3 separate regions of the Gossypium hirsutum genome follow, and regions 2 and 3 are each linked to region 1. A link is a contact called in public Hi-C data. All regions are on one chromosome and are shown on one strand. The core of a region is the stretch at or near the end of the contact, and the rest is flanking DNA. Distances in the headings are between cores, read along the strand shown.

The links. Hi-C and Micro-C count contacts between places; a contact is called where the count stands out from the background.
Region 2: a contact with region 1 is called in a Hi-C map of leaf, with 2.7 times the contacts expected there. The contact joins the promoter of LOC107951697 here to the promoter of LOC107951699 in region 1. A contact is called at or near these places in 10 of 34 Hi-C or Micro-C datasets (anther, callus, leaf and 1 more).
Region 3: a Hi-C map of leaf shows a contact between it and region 1, with 2.5 times the contacts expected there. The contact joins the promoter of LOC107951743 here to the promoter of LOC107951699 in region 1. A contact is called at or near these places in 2 of 34 Hi-C or Micro-C datasets (both in leaf).

The regions. Positions count from the first base shown.
Region 1 is chrA02:98,326,773-98,331,671 of Gossypium_hirsutum_v2.1, reverse strand. It overlaps LOC107951699 (GLABRA2 expression modulator), which reads right to left and starts at 2,015. Exons shown (of 4, transcript XM_016886826.2): 1 at 1,515-2,015; 2 at 1,329-1,430. The coding sequence starts at 1,869.
Region 2 is chrA02:98,515,253-98,520,151 of Gossypium_hirsutum_v2.1, reverse strand. LOC107951697 (ATP-dependent 6-phosphofructokinase 5, chloroplastic) reads right to left here and starts at 1,928. Exons shown (of 13, transcript XM_016886823.2): 1 at 1,390-1,928; 2 at 1,046-1,136; 3 at 584-657; 4 at 183-294. The coding sequence starts at 1,715.
Region 3 is chrA02:98,187,037-98,191,935 of Gossypium_hirsutum_v2.1, reverse strand. It overlaps LOC107951743 (cytosolic sulfotransferase 16), which reads right to left and starts at 2,993. Exons shown (of 1, transcript XM_016886882.2): 1 at 1,528-2,993. The coding sequence starts at 2,617. The coding sequence ends at 1,610.

The sequences.
Region 1 (4,899 bases), core at 766-3,265:
GTGATGCACAATTTATATGATTGTAGCATGCACTTAAAGAAAGCAATTAGGTGGATGAATAGAGTTCTAATGTTAGAGACAGAAGGTGAGAAGTATAAGGAGAAAAAAAAAAAAAAAGAGACCCCAAAGTTGGACAAAGTTTAGGAGACATTTATAGTGCAAGAGCTGTCATCAACAAATGTCCACGAGACATCTCAACAAAGAAATAGCAAATATGGTTTGGATAATAATAATTCTATCGATTAGAAGAAACAAGAATATAACATCTCAACAAAGAAATAGCAAATATGGTTTGGATAATAATAATTCTATCGATTAGAAGAAACAAGAATATACTTTCAGTTATATTTAATATATGGGTAAGTTTTGAGCATCCCTAAGGATAAATCAGATGATACCCATGACTTAAGAAAACTAAAATGTTTAGACTTTAAATAATTAGCTATATGACTAAATGCAGAATAAAGGAACAACTAGCTTGCTTCTGATCCAAGGTCAACCACAGCAGACTAGAAAGCTCTTACTAACCATTGAGAGATATGGAAGCAATAACCACTAAATCTCTGGAAACTAATGCTACATCATGCCCCCCCCCTCCTCTTTTTTACTGAGCCATTCATAACACTAACTCTATGTTTGGGTAGATGCTTGTACAGAAGGTCCACCAGGTTTTCTCACCCCTGATTACCTCCCTCGGCTAGGGTGTAAATAAGTCACATTTTGCTTTGTCAAATATTTTATCAGCTCAAGTCTTTTGTTTGATTAAATGCAAGTCTATAACTCAAATCTTAAGCCTGCTTTATAAGAAGTGAACATGCCAATTGAGGAAACTGCAGTACGCTGACCTTAAATCTTACATCAAATTCTATTCTTTCCCTAGTAAATATTTAAGACACAAATGCTAACTCCAGCCAACACTTGACAAATCAATACTACATTTCCTAAAAGCATGTTAAAAACAAGAAAAAAGAATGAAGTTTATTACATTCTCTCCCTTTCCTTAATCACAATATCTAAAGTTGTCCAACATTGCCAAAATGATGCTTCCCTAATATCCTATAGTACTCTTAGAACTAGCGTGCTATACAAAACACGAACCCTACCAAATAGTTCACCCAGATATTAAACCCTAATTCAGTATCTGAGATTTCAGCTTTCAGTAATATCAACCAGCCAAAATGACCAAGCGCTCGATATCAATTCTAACCCTAAAAGCCCAATCGCAATAGAATTCATACCAGATACAAATCCAACCAAGAGGGGAAGCACCAAATATTAAAAATAAACTAGAAAGCAATTGAAATTCTAAAAGAAAACAGAAAAAATACAGTGCTGCCACGTGTTCCCGGCCAGATCCTCTGCTTTCCTCGTCGCTTCTGCCACCTTCCTCCCCCATCTCCCTAAGACATCCTTCACTGTGTCCATCTTCTCTGGTTCCAAGTTCAGAAAAGAAATAATTTAATAATTAATTTAAAAAAAAAATCAAAATAGAAATAAAATGTGTAATGGCTTGCCTTTGAAGGAAGCGGAAGAAGATTCCGTAGGCGGAGCATGAGTAACGTAAGGATTGGATCCGTCAGGAGCTGACATGGTGGAACTGTGATCCACAGCACGCGACTCGCTGATCAATTCCGGACTCCAATGAACTGATTTCCTCGATCCAGATGGTGACTGAACCGGTGATTGCTCGCTTTGAATCTGACTCACTTTCGGATTCTGAGTCTCTTTCTCTTCCTTTTCCTGAGGCTCTGATGTTGGAACCACAACAAAGCCCTCCGCATCCATTGCGGGATCCGAGTCTTTCAGGTTCGGTTCTCGGATCGGAGCTGAGCTGGAGTTGGGTTGCGTTTCTGTCTTCGTTTGTTCCATTGCTCTAGAATGTTCGAGGAAAAGCAGGCCGTGCGTAAAGTGGCATGAGGGATCGTTTGCTAGAAGTTTAGCAGGAGAGGAGACTGTTATTGAAAGCTTTAAGTGTTACGGGCTCCACCAACTTTGTCCTAAAATCCAATTAATAGATCTAATTTCATCCAGGAATCTATATTATCTTTCAATTTTGTTCTTAAGTTACATATTTGGTTAAATTTTGATATTAGTTGCTGTACTTTCTGTTTGTTTATAATTTCACCAATTTTTGGTTGCAACTCACAAAAAATAAATTTTAAAATCTAAATTGATTTTTTGAAAGTAAAATATTTTTAAGCAATTATTTTTTGAAAACTATTTTCAATAAAATAAATATTTTAATTCAAATCTAAAATATTTTAAATATATATTTCTTTATTTTTATAGCAAATCTCTAGTTGTCGATTTAAAATTGTTTCTTTTATATGTCAATGAAAGTTGATTTTTAATGAAAGTTGATTTTTAGAGGTGTTGCATCATATATATATATATATAGGAATAACTTACATATTTGTGTATTTTTAATTTATTTTTTGTTTGTTATTTTTATTAGAAGCTTTTAATGTTTATTTGAGGCTCTCAAAGTTTGAAGTTTTATTATGAAGTTATTATTTAATTTTTTTACTGAATTGATGTTAGGAATAAAAAATATATATAGTGAATCCTCTTCAGCTTAAGTCCTCATCTTGACAAGCTTATATGGCATTTTACTGTTGATGGTTAGTATAGTGTTAAGTCAGCCTACATAACAGCGATGAGCATGTACTCAAACGTGAATGAATTGGCTCGGGATGGACCTTGGCAACAAGTTTGGCAAGTGCAAGTTCTCCTCAAGTGAAGGAATTCATATGGCGTTGCCTGCACCATTTTCTTCCTGTTAAAATGCCGCTACTTGAGACGTGTATTGCGGTGTCGGCCGAATGTTACCAGGGCCATGGGGATGAGGATGTTGAACATGTTCTGTTGCATTGTTGTAAAGTGCAGGCAGTTCGATGGCCTGTAAATATCCCTACCGATAATGTTACATAGAATGATTTTTTGTTGGGACGGTTGGCTTTGTTATGTGGCCATGCGCCGAGGGCTTGTGCTTCTGTGGTAAATTTGGTTAGCCCAGAATCTCGTTCAATGGCAACATTGTGAGCTTTCTCCGTCTTGGGTTATCTATAATGCTGACTGTTTAGTGCAAGATTGAATGGTAGCCAACATGGTTTATACTTCTGCCACTGATCCGTCAGCCTCGGGTATGGTGGGTGTGGTTTAGGTCGGTGTGCGGGAGGGAGATGGCTTAGGTGGTGATACTCGTTCCTTGTTCGTATGGGACAATATGTTGGCAGTCACCTCATCATGGTTTTATCAAATTTAACGTTGATGTCCAGGAGTGAAGCTAGGCCGAAATTAAATTGTAACTTTTACTATAGTAATTTTTAAAGGATTAAATCAAAATTTTATCATTTTTAGTGGGGCCAAAGTACAATTCTACCTTTACTAATTTATAATTTTAAAAATTTTAAAAGATCAAAATGAAAAATTGAGTCGGGACCCCTGCCAATCCCCTTAGATTCGCCCCTGTTGATGCCTCAAAATTTGAAGACAAACATGCTATCGAGGTTGGCGGTGGTTATTCGCGACAATCATGGTCACCTAGTAATTATAATTTTAAAAATTTTAAAAGATCAAAATGAAAAATTGAGTCGGGACCCCTGCCAATCTCCTTAGATTCGCCCTTGTTGATGCCTCAAATTTTGAAGACAAACATGCTATCGAGGTTGGCGGTGGTTATTCGCGACAATCATGGTCACCTAGTAAAAGGCCTTACGGGGTTTGAAAGGGCGTCGTTCAGTCTTAGGATAATAGAGGTTTTTGTTGTCAGGGAGGCTTTGTCGTGGCTAAAATTTTGGCATCTTGGCCATGTCATCATCATGTTGGATTGTATGTTAGTTGTGCATGTGTTGACTCGACCCATAGAAGATGATTCTGAATTCGGTTGTTTAATTTCTGATTGCTTGGTGTTATGTTCATTGTTTTAGCATTATCTTTTTGTTGGGTTCATTTGGCTAATAGATAGCTCATTTTCTCTTTCAGATAGCCTTCTTACATGTAAACCACACTGAATGAATTGTTTTACTTGTTTATTTCTTAGAACCTTTGAATGTTAATAATCTGGTGAACTCGTTTGATGGGGATGTAGAATAATAGATTATTGGTGTATGGGGTGAGCCTGCTAACTCGGGTTTAGTGATCCTCCCCGTTAGTCATCCTACAGTTCTTTTATTTTCTTGGATTTTGAATACATATGGTTTTTTCTTAATAAAAATATTTTTAAATTAAAAAAAATTTATATATATTTTTATTAAGAATCAAAAGTTATATTATTTCAATCAACAAATTTAATGAAACCAACTTAGTTTAAAGATTGTGAAAATTGAACATCGATAATGACAATGAATCGCAAAGAAAGAGAGAAAAATAGAACACATAGAATTTTAGGTGAAAACACTTTCGAGGAAAAAATCATGGGGAGAGGAAAAGAAAAATTTACTATATCGAATTCGAATAATACAAGAGGAGTATAAACTATGTCTATTTATAAACTTGTAAAAACATATTCTAATCAAAGTCTAATAGAAATAATGCGGTAAATTAAAACACTTATTCTAATCAAATATCAAACATGTTTCTCGTATTTATTGCAGAAATAGTTTTATACATCATCTCCACCCTAATATTGTATAACAAAAACACTACTTGCATTTATTATTTTTCCACATAGCCTTTAACTTAAACATATATATATATCATAATTTATAAAATTATCTAATAAAATTTTTAATTTCAAATTTTATCATTATTATTAATTTTTGGATATGTTAATTTTATAAATTAAGTTAATAGATAATTTTATAAAAATTTTATTAGATAATTTATAATATTTTGGATATGTTAATAGAAAAGATAAGAGCAGTTATACATCCATCATCTCCTTATTTGTTTATCCTT
Region 2 (4,899 bases), core at 679-3,178, 190 kb before region 1:
AGAATCTTGGTCAGTAGACACTGAACATGAATTTTTTATTTTAGCATGAAATACAAATTAAAAACCAGTTAACAATTACATAACCAAACAATGAAAGCACTGAGTTGAATCAAATAGCGTAGCTGTTGTTGGTAATTACAATCATGCCAGCAGCAAATTGAAATTTTAAGTATGGTGCTGACCTGTCTAATGACATCATTAAGACCAGGGCAAAGCCCACCACAAGTAACAATTGCAGCCTTCACTTCTTCTGGTTTGAAATATATTTTCTCTCGAGGCCCAGCACGATGAACCCTAAGATGATATGTAATGTTACATAATATCATAACTGCCAAATGAACTACAAAGTTTCATACATTAAACAAAGACAGTGATAAGGGAATATAAAACATGGTAACAAATGTGGACACCTGATGACAGTGGACATATAAGTTACAAAATCTACTAGATCAATACAAAAGTTGGGAAACAATATTAAAAGCAATATAACATTATTTTACCACATATTATTAAGTATTGTAGTGAATGCAATAGAATGCATGAGTCTATGTAAACCTATAAATAAGTAGAGAATTATGCTTACCATTGTTCAACCCAAGTACAGTTAGGATCAATGCACTCCGCACCAGCAGATGTAGGAGACGAGTAATGTATGACCTGAAATATTTAAAGATCAGAATCTTGACCAATCTAGTCTAAATGCAGACGACTAACCGAAGCAAATGAAAGATTATTCCTGCAGAGCTCGAACAATTAAACCAATATCTTGATTTAAGATATAAAGATAAAAACAGAGAGACAAGCAAACCAGAATTTACTTCTAAAGGAGCAAGACAAGTAAATTTCTTTCCTGAAATTATTTAAGCCATTTCAGGTGATTTTGAATTCACATTTCAAACAGATACTCAACACATGGAAATTATCAATTTTGAACATGATCTCCAAGCTCTAAACGATAAGCTCATGTAAGAATTTCAATTCTCCATAACACAATTCAGCAAAACATCAGTGAAATTTAAATACATATATATGGAAAAGATATTACCTTAAGAAGCACTCTATCGTTATTATTAATATAACCATGCCATTCCTCATCCGACGGATAGCCTTCCGCAAAATCCTCAGTTACCGGAGTTCTGTAACAAAAAAAAAAAAAAAGAAGATCATTTAAGTTCTATTTGCTAAGTTCAAAATAAATAATTACTTTACAAAATAAATTAATAATTAATAAGATAAATGCCATCAAATTCATTGAACTCCAAAATAACTACAATATTTTAGAATTTTCTCACTCTCGGGAGTAAAAAAAAAAAGAACACTCTCAAGAAGTGAAAATCAGCTGGAAACAATTTCCAAAAAAAAAAAGGAAAAAAGGAAATTTTTTTTTACCTCATTCTGAGACAGAATGTGGAAGGAAACGACTGAGCATCGGGGAAAGTATCGGTGATGTGAGGAATATTAAAGCGTCTTTCGAAATCTTGCTGGAACTTTGACTTCCAATCAGGATCACTAAAATCGATACAATTTTTCGAGCTCTGTTGACTACATTCAACCTTGAAGAAACCACTAGTACTCCTCTGCGATCTCAGTGTACCGAGATTCAAGGAACTAAATCCATGGCGGAAACGGAGGAGACGACGGTGAACGTTGTCGTTTCGAGGGAGGCGGAGTTTCGGAGAAGCCGAAGTGGTGATCGTATGGGAAAGAGTTTCCATTAAACGACAAGTAAAGTTGAGTTTTTAGCTTTCTTTTTTCCTCTTTTTGTTTTGGTGGTTGCAGAGTCTATGATCAAAGATTCAAAGCTTTTTATTTTATTTTTTTTGTTTTTTTTTTATTTGGGAAAGCGGGGTATTTGGAGGGAGGGAGGAAAAATAAGAGGAGACAGAGAAAGCAGACAAATCGAAAACGGCAGCCGGTTTTGGCCGTACCTACTACAAAGTGTTTTGGCTTATAAAACCGAGGAGGCTTAAAATTCAACGGAGTTGCCACTTCTTTGACCATATTAACCTTTTCAATTTTTTTATTTTGATTAAAATTTGGCTTTTTTATCCTATAATACAAAAAAAATAATTAAATATTAAAATGGTATTCTCTTGACATTATTTACCAAAATGGGTTGAAGTGAACAGTACCAAAGGGTTGTGCCTGAATTGGTGTCAGACACTAATTTTTTTTTGCTCAATCATTTAACCATATTAGCTAATAATTTATTTAAAAAAACTAATCTTATTTAAATGGTAGAGGGGCCATATGCAACGGTACCTATATTATACGCCTATACCAGGCAAAATTGGGTTTGTACGGGTAAAAAAGTGTGGAGGGGCATTCATTGGTGGCACTAGGGTTGGAGAGCACATGTCAGGTGACACTAGAAAGAAGAGAGAGGCCGTCAGGCGGCACCATTGGGAGGAGGGACTGTCATGTGGCACCAGACCATTATAAATTTGAGTTGAACAATTGTAGCAATTTGTGTGTTTTCTTGAATTGTTGAAGTAATTTTTGTGTTTTGCTGAATGGTTGTAGCAGCTAACCGATAAGAAGAAAGGAAAGGAATTTTTTTTTGTAGAAGAGAAAACAAAGAAGAAAAGTCAGAAAGATATGTAAGGTTTGTACAGTGATTAATTTTTGTTATTATAATTTTTTACAGTTGAATCTTGTTTTGTTTTTCAAATAATTATTGAGAAATTTAATTATGTTTAAATATTTTTACATATTTAGATTGAAGATGGATAATCAATTTTTTGTATGTGTTTATTTCGATGGAGTAATTTTAACAAAAACAATTACTTGTATATTTAAATTTTGCCAACAAATAATTATGAGATTTAATAGAAATGTGTTGATTAATGATATGAAAAAAAGGATCAATGCAAAAATTGTTAGACGTTGTGAGAGAAGGATCTCGAAACTATACTACAAATTTCCAGTTTCGCCAAATCCCATCAAATTCACTGAGATGGAACTTGTAGATGATGATGAAGTGGATACAATGGTCGCATTTTATTGCCAGAATCAGAGTGGCCACACTGAACCGATTTAGCTGTTTGCTGAGTTAGTTAATGTAGAGTCAGCTGAAGATGTCATTCCACTAACTAAAGAACATGGAGTTCAAGATCCGTATACGGATGTTCTGAGAGTGTCTATTGATAGGCGATCATCTGTACGCAGGTTCAACATCGATTTTAATGTTCCACCTGCGTCTAATAATCTTAACCTGAGTCCCCGTTTACAAATACATCAGATGGTGATTGAAACTGATATGGATGGTGAAGATGGATATGATAATAATGGTCCTTTTGATCATAAGGTTGAAGATTATAGTTATCCCGATCAAGATGAGGTCCCAGAAGATATCGGCAATGAAGGCGCGAATGATAATGAAAATGTTCACGCATCTTCAGTCAGGAACCCAATTTGAGGCATTGTCATACACAATGATCCTAGGGCCCCACATGTTGATTGTAGATTCCGATACGACACATGCATTTGAGTTCCTTGAGTATCCCAATATGCTACCTGTTCACCGATTAGCCACAGATCCCAAACGTAAGGAGTTGTTTATGGGCCAAAAATCCGCGACCAAGGAAGACTACATATTTGCCATCAAACGGTATAGCATGAATGTCGATTGACTACAAAGTTATCGTGTTTAAGCCGATATTGTATATTAAGGTGTGTTGGAAGTTGGCAAAAGGGTGCAATTGGCAAGTACGAGTTGCATTTATCCAGAAGTCACAAATGTGGAAGATCCATAAATTTGTTGGGCCTCACACATGCACTTTTGCACGTATGACACAAGATCACCTCAAACTTGATGCGAAAACTATCTGCAACTGCATCTTGTCAGTGATTAAGGACATGCCGACCATTCCTGTATCGGTACTGATTGCCGAAATGTAAGAATTATTCCAGTACTGAATGTCATACCAGAAAGCATGGATAGTTAAACAGATGGTCATGAAGCAGTTGCATAAAGATTGGGATGTGTCGTACAATAAACTACAATGGTGAATAGCCGCTATGCGGGAGTTCGTGCTAAGGACTATGTTGAATTACAAACACGACCTTATGACAGCTCGGACAACCAACTACAACCGGGAAGAAGAATTTTTCATTTGATGCGTGCGGGCTTTTCCCCACTGTAGGCCGCTTGTGCAAGTTGATGGAACCTGGTTATACGAAAAATATGCACAAATCCCACATATTATAGTTGATCAAGATAAGAACCAGAACTTGCTCTCGATAGTGTTTGCCATTGTGGAGTCGGAGAATATGGAATCATGGAAATTCTTCCTGATGAACTTGCATACGAATATTGTTAGAGACAATAATATTTGCATCATATCTGATAGATTAAAGAGACTAATTGACGCAATTAGGTGTTCCGATGTTTAGTGGAGATCCGTTTACTGCATTCGACACATCGACGCCAACTTCCACCAAGACTACAAGAATGCAAATTGGCGGAAACAAGTAGTGAACATGGGTAAATTTCAGTTTCAACATATTTTTTAAATATTCTTAATGCTTCCACAAATTAATTCGAAAAGGTAACGTGCCTTTTCGAAATACATACGCATTATACAAGCTAAAACAATACCGTTTTAGGTAAAGGCTGACTAAACTTGAGGATGATATACACAGTGAAATGAATTCTCATTTCTGAGAGTGGTTAAGTACCATGGAACCGTGATAATGGGCTAAGAATTTCGAAATTTGCCTTCAACCATGAAAATCTCAAACTCATAAAATTATCTTTAACATCACCAGGCAAGCGTCCTAGTAAGTGATAGCAAAGCACCATCAGTTCGGACACTTTACTCATACCCGTGATCGTCTTCTCTAACCAAAGAACACATATCTGCAGTTTAAAAAAAAAATCATCTAAACAAATAAACA
Region 3 (4,899 bases), core at 1,744-4,243, 140 kb after region 1:
AAATTCCATACCAAAAGGAATATTTATATCCTTATGATAAGTGTCAACAGTAATATATTTTAGCCTCATTATTAGTGCATTTTTGGGTGATTATGTGACGTTAATGGTAAATTATACTCCTAATTCTTTATATTCATGTTTTGATGCTTAATAGGGTACTTGAGAGCAATAAGAGTGAAAAATGGTGAAAATTAGAACAATGGAGCATTCTGGAAGCTATACACATGCAACAAAGTCTCACACGAGCAATCCACATGACCGTGTGTCCAGGGCGTGACGATTTCAGGAATCATGTGCGCTAACAGAAGGAAGTCACGGTTTTTAGGTTTTTTGACACTTTAAGAAGGAATAAATAAGGAAATAAAAGAGAAAAAAAGTGGACGTCAAGAGATAGCACGAAAATTACCCAACAAACACCATTGAAGCCAATTTGATACAAGCTGATTTCTAAGGGAATTATCATGAATTTCTTTTATTTTAGTGGTCATATTGTATTTTTGGTGTTTATTTTTGTAAGTATGAACTAATTCTCTTAATACTTAGGGGAGATGAACCCTATGATGGATTTTATTGTTTGATTTCTAGTTTTATGCAATAAAACCATAGTTTCTTTGTTTTCAATTATGAATGCTTAATTGTTCTTGGATTGATAATTTTAGAGTGTTGATTCATATTAGATGTGCATAAGTCTAAGGTCAAATAGACCCTTCTTGTGATTAGATCTTGCATAATTGAATGGAGTTTTATGCAATTTTAGAAATAGGATGACATAAATCTACCAGATTAGAGTCAAATCTAATATTGGGATCCATAGAGCAAATTAATGCAATAATAGAGGTTTTAATTAGAAAGAAATTTCAATTAATCAATCTAAAGTTAGTTGATCTTATGCTCGAAAGAGATATTAGCATAAATTAGATATTTTTATGAATGAAAAAGCTAATAAAAGAAATTACATAAATTAGATTGAGAATCATAGATGAAATTTAGGTGGATTCTTATCTTGGTATTGTTTTGTCTCTTGGTTGATATTTGACTATTTTTGTTGTGTTTTTTTCTTTGTTGCATTCATTAGTTAATTTAGATAGTTTAATTTAATTTTAATTAAGCCCTTGAATTATTATATTAAATAATAGAAATGTGATAATTACTAGTAATTATAGTCCTAGAGGAAACGATATATGTACTCACCATAGCTATACTATTAATTTATAAGTACATTTGTCTTAGTCAATTTATTAATTATAGTTAAGTGTACATTAACTTATATTTCCAATGGAACATATAATATATATTTATTGTAAAAATATTCAAGATATTTCTAATAATCACAAAAATAGTTAACATAATGATTCATTTATCCATAAGATAGAAATCACATGATACTTAAACTATTTTTTTTTTTGAAAATATACATTCACAAATATAATACAACTATAAATATATGTTTCATAAAATTTGAATCTGCCACTCAAAGACCCAAATAACCAACAAGCAAAAGCATTATTTGTCACTCAAACCACATAATTAAAAACAAAGACTTCTTTTATTTTATAAACCAGATTCACTGAGATGGTGAACAAATTTTAACATCATAAAGTAGTAGTAGTCAATCAAAGTTGAATCCAGTACCTTGAAGCTTTTGTTCTGTAATTTGATTCAATTTTTCAACCATTTCAGGTGACAAATGGTTAACCCAATCTCCTACTTCTCCTTTTCTGAAGAAATCAGAGTTACCAATAGGTCGTTCTCCACTGCTGGTTTGACTTTTATTAACATTTTGATTGCTCAAGCTCTCGAAACTGCACAACTTCACTATTTCTGCCACAGTCTCGTTGTTTTCTTCCTCTGGTGTAAAGGGTACCCCCAAGAACTCTGCAAGTTTCCTCACACACCCCAAAGGCTCCTTTTTCACATCTTCGTATTTCAAGAACAACACTTTCTTCGGTGACTCCACACTAGCTTCCCAGTACCCCAAAACGTGATCCCAAAACGGTCCATATTCCGATACCCCTTTGCAGAACAAGTCAAAGGCTTCCTCTAGTGATAGTGGTGGCAGTTCCTTGGGTCTCAACTTGTTGGCGAAATGCCACTTTGAGACAAAAACATCTTTGGGGTCCCGGCAGATGTAAACGAAACGGCAAACCGAGGTATCATCGGTCATGCGTGTTGGGAACAAAGAGTAAGGAAGGTGAGTTGAAAGAAGGCGAGGTGAAGGAAGCCCATCGACGAAGGAAGTTGACCCATACCTATGAAGATATCCTTCGAAGAAGAGGACCAACTCTTGAGGGTTCGCTTTGTGCAAAGGATGGTCGCTGAAATCAAAGGAATTTCTGTTGATAATGGAGAAAACAAGGGCTCTGAGCCAGGTGGTGCCACATTTAGGGAATGTTGCGACTATGATGTCAGTGGGTCGAGGCTTGAAGTGATCATTGATCAACATGCTTCCTCTTATGCCAAAACTAGGTATCCAGAAGCCTTGGTATTGGAAAAGCTGGTCAAACCACCATGCTTTGCTTTGAGGGAGAGTTGGCAGCAGTTCATTGCAGTTTTTTAATGTCTTTTGGCAACCTTCATTCGGTATCTCTACGCTCGGAAAAAAATTTGAAGTCTCCATTGGGAAGATGGTATAGTAGAGCAACTAATTTTCTAGAGATCTTGCAAGAGGGATTTGCAAATGATCCGTGACTAAAAGTGGGATTTGCAACCATTATTTTAAACCTTGCGAGTCCCACGCCATACAAGCCAATAGCTGGCTAAAAACAAAAATGATGAATGGGTGGAGGAAAATTTAAAGCATAACGAGTGGCTGACATGCGCCAATACTTCATGGACTATTCTTTTCAGGCTAGTTACATGGCGAATATGAAAAAAATACGAACTTATTTATGTTCTAAGGTTTAACATGAAGCTTACTAAAGACCATGAAAATTTCTGTTTGCTGGGCGAGGTAATATATCAACTCACGTATGCAAGATCTAACTCAAGACACAAATAGAGAAATTGAGCAGAATTTAGGAAGCTGTTGAATAAAATATATAGATTTAGGTTTTGTTTTTTTTAATTTAATTTGTTTTTACACCAAAACAAAATTGTCAATCTGAATATTAAGATAGAATAATAGTTAAAATATGTTGTTAATCCCTGCACTTTGATAAAATTTGAGATTTAATCTCTATACTTAAAAAGTTAAAAATTTAGTCCTCCAATTCTGTTGATTTAAAATCTCAATCCAATCATTAAAATAGTAAATATTTTTGTCAAAATTTGTCAATTCAGCATATTGATGAAGCTACCCTCATGTAATGTGTCATATGATTGACGAAAATAAACATGTTCATTTAACAATTTTTAATAAAAACTATCAACGACAATAATGATTGGAATAGGAGTTTTAAATTGAAAAAAATAAGAGGATTGAATTTTATCTTTTAAAGTATATGGACTAAAAAGGGGTGTAGCTAGGGGGCTGGCAGAGGATAAAATGGAAAATTTTCCATTTAGGCCCTTTAAATTTTTAAAATTTTAAATTAGTAAAGATAAAATTACACTTTAGCCTCCTAAAAATGATAAAAATTTGATTTAATCCTTAAAAAATTATAAAGACGTAAGCTATTAAAAGGGTGAAATTACATTTTTACTATTGTAAAAATTACAATTTAATTTCGACCCCCTAAAAATTTTTTTAGCTTCACCCCGAGACTAAATATCAAATTCTATAAAAATACATGAACTAATAGCTTGTTTTAAGATGAAATTTTGATTTTTTCTTTTTTTAAATTGTTTCGGTCCACGTTTTGCTGAGAGAGTTAATATTTAAAGAGAATTAGGTGCTCTTTGATAATTAGAAAATTAACTATTAAATTTAAGTTATAATTTTTTTTGGTATATTGCTTAAATTAAGTATGAAATATAATTAGATTATTTGATAATTGTAAATATAATATTCTTAACATTCCCTGAGAAGTGAATAGTGTCAATTCGGGTTAACCCCATGTTTAAAATTTCTGAAGTAGATAAAATAAAATTATTAGTATTGGTAGTGAAGGTAATTGTGTACTATAATAAATTAAAAAGACTTTTGAATTTAGGGAAATTTTAAATAGAGAGTGAATTAAATTGTAGTAGTGTGAGAAGTATTGAGTCATAGTGCAAAATTTAAAAGTAAGATATGATGACATTAATTGGATAAGACATAGAGGGAGGACTAAAAGAGCGATTGTCCATGGCAGTACATAATGATGATTAGATTTTGATTTGATTAAATATTATTATTATTTAAAGAGAGAGAGAAAGAAAAAGTAAAGAAAAAGTAAAAAAATTAATTAATTACATAAATGGCTTATTTTTTTAATTAAACATGTAAATGATTTAAAATTTATAGTAAAAGTTGGTGGAGCCAAAGAGTTTGGCTCCACCAACATGCCACGTCAGCAACTAAGAAAAAAAATTAATTTTTTAGTGAAGTCAAGAATAACGCTCTTGTATAAATACTAAAGAATACTGTAATTTCTAAAAATATGAAAGATTTTAAAAAAAATTCTATTTTTTTGTGAAGCGAATTAATTTGGCGCCATCAAAATTTACCTGACACCGCTTGTTACTTTGTTTGTTTGTTTTTTTTAATTACTTTTTTTAACTTTTATCCTATTCTTTCTGCTTCTTTTTTTTACTTTTTTTTTAACTTTTGTCCTATTCTTTCTTCTTCTTCTTTTTTACTTCTTTTATGTTTTATCTTTGTCCTTATTTATTTATTTTTATTTTTTATTATTAATTTTAAAAAAACTTGAAATGTATGTTTGAAATGTTTTATAGTATATATTTTTAAAATTTTTAAATATATATTTCTGAAATTATTTTTTAAAATTTTAAATATTATTTTTAAATTATTTTTTAAAA